2 separate regions of the Mus musculus genome follow, and region 2 is linked to region 1. A link is a contact called in public Hi-C data. All regions are on one chromosome and are shown on one strand. The core of a region is the stretch at or near the end of the contact, and the rest is flanking DNA. Distances in the headings are between cores, read along the strand shown.

Evidence for each region. Hi-C and Micro-C count contacts between places; a contact is called where the count stands out from the background.
Region 2: a Hi-C map of CD8 T cells shows a contact between it and region 1, with 6 times the contacts expected there. The contact joins the promoter of Pdlim5 here to the promoter of Rap1gds1 in region 1. A contact is called at or near these places in 1 of 39 promoter capture datasets (pre-B cells) and 2 of 484 Hi-C or Micro-C datasets (B cells and CD8 T cells).

The regions. Positions count from the first base shown.
Region 1 is chr3:139,072,402-139,077,746 of GRCm38.p6, forward strand. It overlaps Rap1gds1 (RAP1, GTP-GDP dissociation stimulator 1), which reads right to left and starts at 2,800. Exons shown (of 15, transcript NM_001040690.2): 1 at 2,635-2,800. The coding sequence starts at 2,638.
Region 2 is chr3:142,393,103-142,398,447 of GRCm38.p6, forward strand. Pdlim5 (PDZ and LIM domain 5) reads right to left here and starts at 2,594. Exons shown (of 13, transcript NM_019808.3): 1 at 2,484-2,594.

The DNA.
Region 1 (5,345 bases), core at 1,550-4,049:
TGCGACTCACACACTCATTTTTAGTATAGTTATTTGTGGCTCATATGGTTCTGGAGAGTATAGGAAACCGTAAGTGTGTTTGTATCACTCATTCTTGCCTCCCCACCGTACACTCCATAGGATGGAGTTTTGATCAATATTGGGTTGCAATAACATATACACTTATAGTAATTAAAGTCACAGCTGGGATCTGTGAGGTTATATAGAAAATATTCTTCATTTTCTTATGGAGAAAAGCTATTGCCATAAAAATACCCTTTAAGGGTTCCAGCTGGGACTCAAATATGCACAAGGCTCTGGGGTTTGCTACCCAAGACAACAAAAACAAAGCAGACTACCTAAAATAAATAAAATGCACCTTATTGATTTCTTTAAAAGACAGTTAAAAAATAATCCCTTCCCCCACCATTAATTAGTATATCTTAGGAGTTGTCTTAACTTCTGTGGCTCAGATATAAAATTATCTTCCAAGGTTTTAATGTTTTATTATTGTATATACCTCTCGATCATACAAAGACATCTTAATCACTGCAAACAGCATTATAGAAGGAAACTATATACCTAAGGTTGCCTTCAAAACCCACACCCTGCAATAATGTAACCAGTGTTTAGTGAAAGGCCTTACAGCAAGACATTTTCTATACTTCCATGTCTACCAATTCACGCCAACGTTTAGGGCCTACGTTTCAAGTTCAAGAGCAGAAAGTACATGCCAGTGTAAAGAATAATTTGGCCAAATTTTATTGAACACCTACTATGTGAAAACTCTCACAAAAGACACAAAACTTAAGACATAAAATGTCATCTTCTTGAACATAAAGTTAAATGCTCAAAACAACTAGATATGCAAATAACTCCATTAGACATTATGTGGGTGCTATTTAAACAAAACAACAAAACTTCTAACAAGGTACCCCAAGTGCTAACAGGAGGGAACATAAACAAGAGTTTCTGAGAAGCTTCAAAATAAAGTGGGTTTGTATTTGACTCTCCCCCCCCCCTTTTAAATCACCCATCAGCATTCAAGATTTGCAAGATTATTAAGTAACTTAATCTGTTTTAGGTATTTTTATTCCCTAATTTGCAACAACAGACCTTGGATATCCACCCCCACTGGGGGAAAAATACCGATTCAACATTTTGAACGTTTAGTTAAAATGAGCTTTAACTAAATCTCACCTTTAAAAAACTGAGACTTGTTTCTACACCAAACCTGTAAGTGTAATTAAAAACTTTCCAACACGCAGATTTTAATCTGTAATCTGGATTAGTATTCTTTTAAAATTCTATAAAGGGACGAACAAATGGGATACCGATTTTTTTTTTTTTTTTTATAGAAATGTTCCGACTGTCAGTGATACTCACTTGGAAGACAAACAAGTGAAAATAAAATTCAGGGGCATGGGTGTTTTGTTCTGCTTTGTTTCATTAAAACCACCTCCTTCTCCCCCAACGGTCCTCTTCCTACTAAATGACAAAGATCTGACTCAAAGCTAAGAGTATTTGGTCTTCCGGGAAAGGCTACCACATCATTTCTAGGATTCTGATACTTCCTGGAGGGTTCTGTATTGCCATGATCTAACTCTAAGCATTGAGCACTGTGTTGACAGATGAAAGGACCACACTCATAAATAACTTGCCCAGAAGGAGTGGGCAAAGTCCGTGTGGAGGGACGCCGAAGAAGCCAGTTTTTAAAAGGGGAAATTACGATAGACGCAAATTATGGAATAGAAGCAAACTGGGGAACGTGTACTGGACAGATGATCTAAGTTGTTACTATCAAAGGAAACTTTTCGCCCTTAATTACAGAAGAGATTTGTATCCGGTGCTTTTGTAATTATGCACAGGTAGGCAATATCTGAGGAGAATCTCACGTTCAAACATAAACAGTTTTATAAAACATTTGCATTGAAGTATCCATTCTTTTAGGATTAACTATAAGTACAATGGAACTAGAATCAGATTATACAGATTTAGGCAGGGGCAGCTGGGGCAGAACAGGCAGCATGTAAATTCCTTAACAATGTGTTACAGGGCACAGTTTCCAGCTACAGGAGAAATCCAGAAAACCGCTTGAGGACCGGAACTGTGCACGCCGTAGTCTCCCAACACTAATTCAACAGCTAGCGGCTCCCGCCAGCCTCGCGCTGCCCACGGCGGCGGCGGGCGAGTCGCCACCTCCACCTTGGAGACTGTCCGCTCGGCACTCGGCTGGCCATCGCCCTCCCAAACTACTTGCCGGCTCTCCCCGCACCGGCGCCGGCCGTCGGCAGGCCGGGGAGGGAGCGATCGCGCCCACGGGAAGGAAGTTCCGCCAAGTGGTCGGGCTCGCCGTGGGACCGAGCCTGCAGCACCGCGGCCTCCCAGCCCCGGGGACGCCCCGCGCGGCCCGGTGCCGGCAGGAAGCGTGGAGGAGGGGAGGCGAGCGCGGAGCCCGCCGCCGACCCCACCCCGTGCGCGACCCCGCCGGCCCGGCCGCCCTCGTGCGCCCGCCTTCCCCCTGGGAGGGCCGCCGCCCCGCACCTCGCGGACCCGGGGACCCCGGCAAGTTTGCAGGAGAGATGCACTGCCACCCTGCAGCACGCCGAGGGGGAGAAAAGAAAATGTCAGGCGATGACGGCCGGCAGGACTCACCCATGTTCCTCCCACAGAGTGAGGACCGGCAGGGCGAGGCGAAGGGTTCGGGTGCGGGCGGCGCGGCTCAGCGGCGGCGGCGTCCTCCCTCTACCTCCGCGTCTCCCGCAGCCAGGGAGGGACCCGCGGGGGGCGGCCGCCGGGGAGGAGCAGCGGCTGCGGCTGCGGGCGGCGCGGCCGCGGCGGGGACGAGCGGCGGGGGGCGGGGCGGGGCGGGGCGGGGCGGCCGGGCGCAGCCTGCGGCGGGCGCGGCTGCGAGCGAGCGAGCGAGCGAACGTGCGGGCGGGCGGGCGGGCGGGCTGGCGCGGAGGCGCCGAGCCGTCCTGAGGAGCGCCCTCCCGACGCGCGGCCGAGCGCCCCGCCCTCTCCGCCGAGCGCCCCGCCCTCTCCGCCGAGCATGCTCAGTGCGGCCAGTGCTGCCTCCTGCCCACGGCCGGCGAGGCTTAGCCCGCCGGGGGCTGTGCGTCTACAGACCGGAGCGGTACAGCTCGGTGGCTGTTGCTCGAGGGGCGGAAGCAGGGCTCAGATCTCCGGGCTGCTGGGACGGAGCCTCCCGGGAGGAAGTCTCAGCCCGGAGCGTGCCTGGCAGCGCACGCCCCAGGCGAGCATGTGCGGGGTGGCGGAGCAGGAGGACGTAGATGTCCGCGGGCGCGTCCCCAGGGCGCATCAGGCTGTCCTGCGGGGCTGGCGGGAAAGCCGGTCCAGCGGAGAGCGGTCGCAAGGTCACCCTCGGCGAGCCAGTGCCTAAAGCCCTTTAACCCGTCGGGCGGGACCCTACAGGCTGTGTCCGCCGCACTCCGGCTGTGCCAGGGAGGAAAGACGTGCTGAGATCAGAAACACTGAAAGTCCACCTACGGGCGGGGGTAACTCGGTGGATGACGAGCCGCCCGGGGACTGTGACCGAAATGCTCCCACATGCTCTCGCGGGGCTCGGGGTCCCAGACTGGGCTCTGCACCAAGAAGAGGCAGTAGGATTTCTCTGTGTAGCCCTGGCAGTCCTGGAACTCACTTTGTAGACCAGCTGGCCTGGAACTCAGAAATCCGCCTGTGAAAAACCAAAAAAATAAATAATAATAATAACGTAAAATAAAAGAAGGAGGGGGAGAAGGAAGAAGAAGAGACAGTAGGAGACCTGCACGTGTCCTGACCCCTGCCTGCCTGGACTTTATCCCAGGCCTGTGGCGATCTGTAGGAAGAGGAGCTGCAACTCTTGCTGCCAGAAGGGGCTGTTTCTTCATCTGTGACTCTCACAGACCAGTCGCTAATATTACAGGCACAGATCACAAGAGCATCTCGATATGTTAGGTACTGGGATTTTATGTGATTTTTTCTGAAATAAAAATGCAACATAATTAAAGACAGGTGTGATCTATTTACAGCAGCTCAGGCATAGACTGATACAGATGTTAAACACCCGTTCTTGGAAGAAAACTACTCTTCCTGTTTGCCTATAATTCATCTTGCAGAAGGCTGTTAGGATTGTTGTAATAATCTCTATACACAGGGTTCAAACAAAATTACTGAGCATCTGGGGCCCAGAAGACAAACCAGGGCAGGACCACACATCTTCTGAGGGTACCTCTTCCTTGCCTTGTAGCAATATGACTCTAGCTTTCACATATTTTCCCTACGTGCTTATGTGTCCAGTTTTCCCTTATTTATAAGGACACTGGTCATGAAGATCGGGAAGGCCACTCCCAATCTTGACTCTGGTGTCTGCAATGACCTGATTTCTGAACAAGGTCACATTCCGATGTCTTAGGGATTTCTGCTCGATGGCTGGGCACAGTTCAGTCAGTAAGACCACCCCCCCCCCCAAGTCTACAAACATGCACGTGCCTTGTTCTGCTTCTTTTTCCCAAATGTTTGCAAAAGACCATGCTAGGTCTTTCTATTGCTTCACATGGTTGATCTCTCTCTCTCTCTTTCCTTAATTTTCACAAATGTCTTCTACATTCTCTGTTTCAAGTTGCTTTAAGTTTCCTGTTACTTCCTTTGCTAATTACATATCACAATAATTTCAGGGTATGTCTAGCTTTCATTTGCATGTATGCATTGAAATTGGAAAGGCAGCTGGGTTTTTGTCCTCCCACCTGGCATTAGTTTAAGCATCATTTGTGCTCCTCTTGCATCCACAAGCCACCCCTTCGACTTTCTCACCAATTAAAGGCACAGTGCAGGGCAATCATGATGATCATGTTGAACTCCAATACATTGACATAACTATAGTGAGACTCTTTTGGACTATACCTAGAAGTGGCTCATTTAAGGAATGATGTAATGCCTCTTGGGTTGTTTTGTTTTGTTTTGTTTTGTTTTGTTTTTGAAGTGTGGTCTTGCTATATATAGTCCTGGCTGGCCTACTCACTGTGTAGCCCAAATGATCTCACAAACATATCAGTTCTCCTGTGGCCTCTCCAATGATAGGATTAAGGAATGTGCCAACATACACAATTCTTTCTTCTCCTTTTATAGGAATATAATGATTTTTAAAATATTTTTGTCTAAAACAGTTATTCTCAACCTATGGGTCATGGCCCTTGGTGGGGGGAGGGGGGGTTGTCAAATGACCCTGTAACAGGGGTCACCTAAGACCATCAGAAAACACAGGTATTTAATTTATGATTTGTAACAGTAATAAAATTATGAAGTAGCAACAAAATTATTTTATGATTAGGGGGTCACCATGAGGGCCTATATACAACATGAGG
Region 2 (5,345 bases), core at 1,344-3,843, 3.3 Mb after region 1:
CCCCCCTCTGTCGTCCACCCTCCAATTCTTAACTGTTCCACATCCCTTACCTCCTCCCCAACCCCCCCTCCATCCCCCCCCCTCCACAAGGATGTCCCCACCCCCCACCTCCCACCCCACCTGATCTCTAATTCCCTCGGGCCTCCAGTCTCTTGATGGTTAGGTGCATCAACTCTGATTGAACACAAACCTGGCAGTTCTCTGCTATATATGTGTTGGGGACCTCATATCAGCTGGTGTATGCTGCCTGTTTGGTGGTCCAGTGAGTAGCTTTTAAAAGCTCAAATTGACTTGAGTGTCCTACTTGTAATTAGGAGGCATTGGGAATAGTGAACATTGTTCTCTCTTTAAAAAGAATATTAAGGATATATAGTACTTCCATCTAAAAATATGGCAGGTACATCACTGTAATACTTTAAAGACACTTGTCAAAACAAAGCTTTAGAGATAGAAATATATCTCAGTGGTAGAGAGTCTGTGTAGCATTCACGAGGTCTTGGGTCTAATTCTCAGCTTATATATAGTTCTCTGAGAAATATATATAGCATATATAGTGTATTAAAGCAGCTGATTTAAAAGACGAAAAATCAGACTTCATCTTTTAAATCATCTACTCCAACGTCGATCCTGACACGTCAAGTTGTCAAGTTCAGCAGCACATGTACCACTGAGGAGAATGCAAATGAATGCCTTCTTCTCAAGAAGGGAAAGTGAGGCAACACTTCAAAGGAAATCTAGTTCCTACAGAAAAATTAGTTTCGGGAATATGTACACTGCAAAGCTTTTAAGACGGCATAATAGTACTAACCTACCGTTTAGTAACATATCTTTGGTACCGCAGTAGTAAGCAGTGGCTATACAAAAAGACCCAGAGGAAGCCAAATGGCAGGTGAGAACCAAATGGTAGCGAGCTAATAACAAGCCACACACCACTGCCGTGGCGCTAGAGGATCTCCTGAAGGCCAGTAGAGGCAGTCTTGATAGTGCCACACGGGACAAAGAAATCAGTAAACCCACTGACAGTCCACAGGCCACTCTCCTTTTTTAATCTTTAACTGTGCCAAGGGAAGAATGTGAAAGTTACGCTAACGGTACTCTGGCTCCATTTTTCCCTAGGAGAGAATGTATTGTACTTGTGTGTCATCCCACATCCATGTCACTTCCCTTTTCTTAGGGACTCCCTTCCTGATTTCTCCGATTTGTTATTAACATTTCTAGCACTAGCCAAGTCAGCCAAACCACAACACCGGTCTCTTCTCTAAATTCCCTTTCTGCTAGCTTCGCTTGGAATTCATTTGTCTGAAAATATTCTGATCCTTAAGCAACGGCAATATTTTTATTGGCTTTTTCCAAGTCTCCCCCATGTGGTTATTAGTGCCCAAATGCTAAAATACCAACCAAGCAGGCAGGAAATAACAGCTTATTCTGCTTTCAAACATGTAAAAACGTTGGAATTTCTGTAGAGCTTTGGATTTTCTTTTAGGGACAGCATAAATAATACCTTCCATCTACTGCTAGTGAGGGAGGCTAAAAGTGGTTTCCCACACTTGTGTGCGAGTTTCCTTGGTGTGCGTAACCGGGAGAGACCTACAAGTGAGGAGCCCTTCAATTAAGACAACCTAGAGATTCTTTCTCCCCTTCCTGAGATAGAATGGTGGGAGGACTAAAGCACTAAGGCTGAGGGATGAGACGTTTCCCAGCTTGGGTTCACGCCTAGCCCTGTTGGCCAAATAAGGTTCCCCAGCTAGCAGTTTCCGTAGCAGGCGGGTTCAGACGTCCTCGGGTCAAGAAGGCGGACCTGGGATAGGATCTGGCGATCACACCCTAGACCTGCCCAGCCCAGTCACGAATTTTCTTTCCAAGTTCTGCCCAGTCCATACGCCCTTCCTCTTTCCACTCATTGTCAAACGGGGCTGAAGCTCAGTCTGACCCAAGCCCCAAGTATACACCAGTTTCATAAAAACTGGCGACCGCGACTGATCTAAGTGGGCTTTCCTTCTGGACGCACCGACGTGTAACCCTCACAGGTTACACAACTGCACATATTTCAGGGAGGGGGAAATACACGCTTCTCCGTAGCCTGGGAGCCAGCAAACAAAACTGCGCCGCTTTCCCGTGCAGGCGCACACTCTCGGCTCGCCGGAGCTTCCCTGGGGGCTGGCGCGCCCCAGGCCGAGGTGCTGCCCTTCGCCGCCTGCCCTCCGGCTCGGCGGGCGCCCCCTGGTGCGCCCGGCTCTCCGGAGCGCCGGTCCCCGAGAGCCCCGGCTCCGGGCGCTCAGTCCCGCCGCGCGCCGCCCTGCCCCGGGCGCTTCTCACACCTCGGCGCGCACCGGGAGCACCTGAGGAGCAGCGGCTCCCGGGGACACGCTCGCCCCGTCCTCCTCTCGTCCCGCGCCCCTCCACGCGCCGCACCCCGTCACCCGCTTCTCCTCCTGTTCCCTCGCGGACCAGGACGTGCTCCTCCGCCTCCCGCGGCCACTCACCTCCTGACCGGCGCGGCGCACCCTCCGCCTCAGACCAGCGCTGACAAGTGGCTCGCGGTGCCTGCGCCGTCCCTCTCAAGCCGGTGGGGAACTTCCGCCTCCGCGCTCGCCCCGCCTCGCCCCAAGGCTGGCCACGCCCCTCCCCTAATGGTCACGCCCCCATGGTCCGGGCTGGGCGGGGCCACGTCGCTCAGGGCTTAGAAGGCAGTGGAGTCTCCCTGTTGTGCTCTGTGACTTGCTGGGACCGGCTGCCGCCGCCACAAAAAACAATTGCCCCTGTGGAGTTTCGGTGGGCGTAGTCTCCGGGGTGTAGTCTTGGACTGGTACCTGGCAAAGATCTAGCCTTCCGCTTCTCTGTTTTGTATTTCGGCGTTTTTCACTCTGCAGAAACTTGAATTGACCCGCAGTTGGTCTGGCTGAAAATAGAAAAGGGCTTTAGCTAAATCTCTGCCGGTGCAAGTTCAGCGACTACCGCCTGCTTTTGTGAAAGACCTCTGTATACTCTCGAGAAGTGCAAACTCTGAAGTTTGCTTGTCAGGAAGGTGAAAATCGCTAACCCTAATATGCAGAAGTTAAATCTGTCGTCAAGCTAAAGGACAGCCATACAAAGCAGTGGCCAAAAGTGATTCAGCCACTGTATCCTCAGCTTATTTTTCTAATTCCAAATTAACAGCACATTTACCTACTTCTGTAAAGTTGTTTGGTTTTGCCCAGAGAATTTATTCACAAGCAAACGTTAGTAATGTTTAACGAATACTCGAAAAGAAACTTTTAAAATATTAAAAGCACAAGTGTTAACCAAGTGGTGTATCAAACAAAAATAAACCTCAACCGAAGTCCCTGAGTCTGGAGTCTGCTCTAGAGGTACAAGCAAACTCCTAAAGTAGGTTCAAAGTTGTTCAAATAGTAGCCACTGGCCACATATGTCTATTTAACTCATTGTAAAAATGTTTTATATCATTGTTATGAATCTAAATTTATACATGAGTAGGATAGGATTTCCATTAAATAGAAGCTTCAGTAGGACTACATTTCACTGTACAGTTGGATGTTTAGTGGCCAAGTTGACATATATGGACCAGGTTTTTAAAATGTTATAAATTTAAAAAATAGGTATGTTGATTATATGTTGATATTATCTGCCTATTTAAAACATTATTACAACTTATTTTCATTTTTTAATGTATATACTAGAAAGTTTAACATGGATGTGACTTGCATATTTTGTTGGCCAGTTGTTGATTGTATTACATTCTAAAAGGAAAACTAGTTTGCAGGGAAGAATTTTTCTAATGTGGGATTTGTCTAGTGTGTTTTAGGGTTCTGTTTCATAGATCATTCCAAAGTAAATGGTTAAGAATGGTTACATGTAAACAGATATCCCCTGCAAAGCAAAGAGTCAGCCTTACAGTTGCCTTCATAGGATGAATACCAGCCTTAGTCACAATGTTTACAAATGAAAGTTGCAACAGATTCTATAACACATGATAGACAGTTCCACTTGTGACAAGTCACTTGCCTGTGTTACCTTATAACGTTCTTCTCTTCACCCCCTCATCTGCTTGGTGCTGATACAGTAAAAATCAAACTAGATCAATGCTATTTCATTACCAAGGTTTGAACCATAGCATCAGAGAATCAGCATCCTGAGATGATGAGGAAAGAGCTGAGAGTAGATAGGGTGGCCCAAATGTACCTTAAGTTTTAGTCCTAATTGCAAACCAGGCCTTCAACCTTCTCCCTTCCCACTCCAGTCCAAAGCCTGGGAACTATCAGCAGGTTAAGTAACTGCTTAATTCTTGCATGAATTGTTACTTATCCAGTTGTCCTCTTGGAAAGTAGCCTTTTCCTGGGTCCCATCAAAACTTAGAATCCTTAGATATGCCTCCCAAAATCATACTTTTAAACAAACACTACCTGTTCCATTTCCAGGAAATTGTTAAACTTTAGCTCCAAGATTATTCCCCAATCTAGGTCTATCTTGGTATCACAGAGGGCCCATCTGACATGTGTGAGGGCCTCATTCTCTCCTCAATACCACCACTAACATTACCTCAGCCTCTATCACCATCACTATTACTACCACCTCTGCCAACATCAACATCACCTCTACCACCACCGCTGTCTCTACCTCCACCACCGACAACACCACCATCACCATCATCGCCACCATCACCACCATCATCATAACCACCACCACCACCACCACCACCACTACCATCACCACCAAAGGCACCACACACACAAAAAAAGAAAAACTCACAAAGCTATTTCCCTAGACATGGTCTTGGACTCCAGTTAACGGCATACAGTTTTTAGGTGAGAAACACTGTTGATTCACCTTGAAGAGAATCATAATTACTAATAACTGTGAGGTTATCAAATGATCTATATTGCTTCATACCAACTATATTACTTTATTGGTTCCAGGCTGCCTTCCAATACCAGAAAGCATCGTGCAAAATTCCCAAGGAGGAGAGCAACCTGCAACCCTAGCCAGCTATGATGCCAATGAGCAACAACCAGCATGTTATGTTGCCCTTAAGGTTATGACGCACATACCTCGGTGGTAACCAACAGCTCCCTAATCATACTTAAGACCCAATAAGTCTGGTACCAGAAACCTAGCTAACTACCCAAGGCTAGTGAAGTCATGGATCTTGGAGAAGAACCTACCACCCCCACTTGACTAAAACAGCACAATACCTAACTACACTATAAATATTTACCCTTATACCCATAGACAATGTTTCTTACCCCATCAAGGAAAGTTTCCTTTGCAACAGATGAAGACCATTACAGAAAACCACAACTGATCAAAACTCAGAGTTGTGGAGCCCATTCTAATTGATAAAATTACAA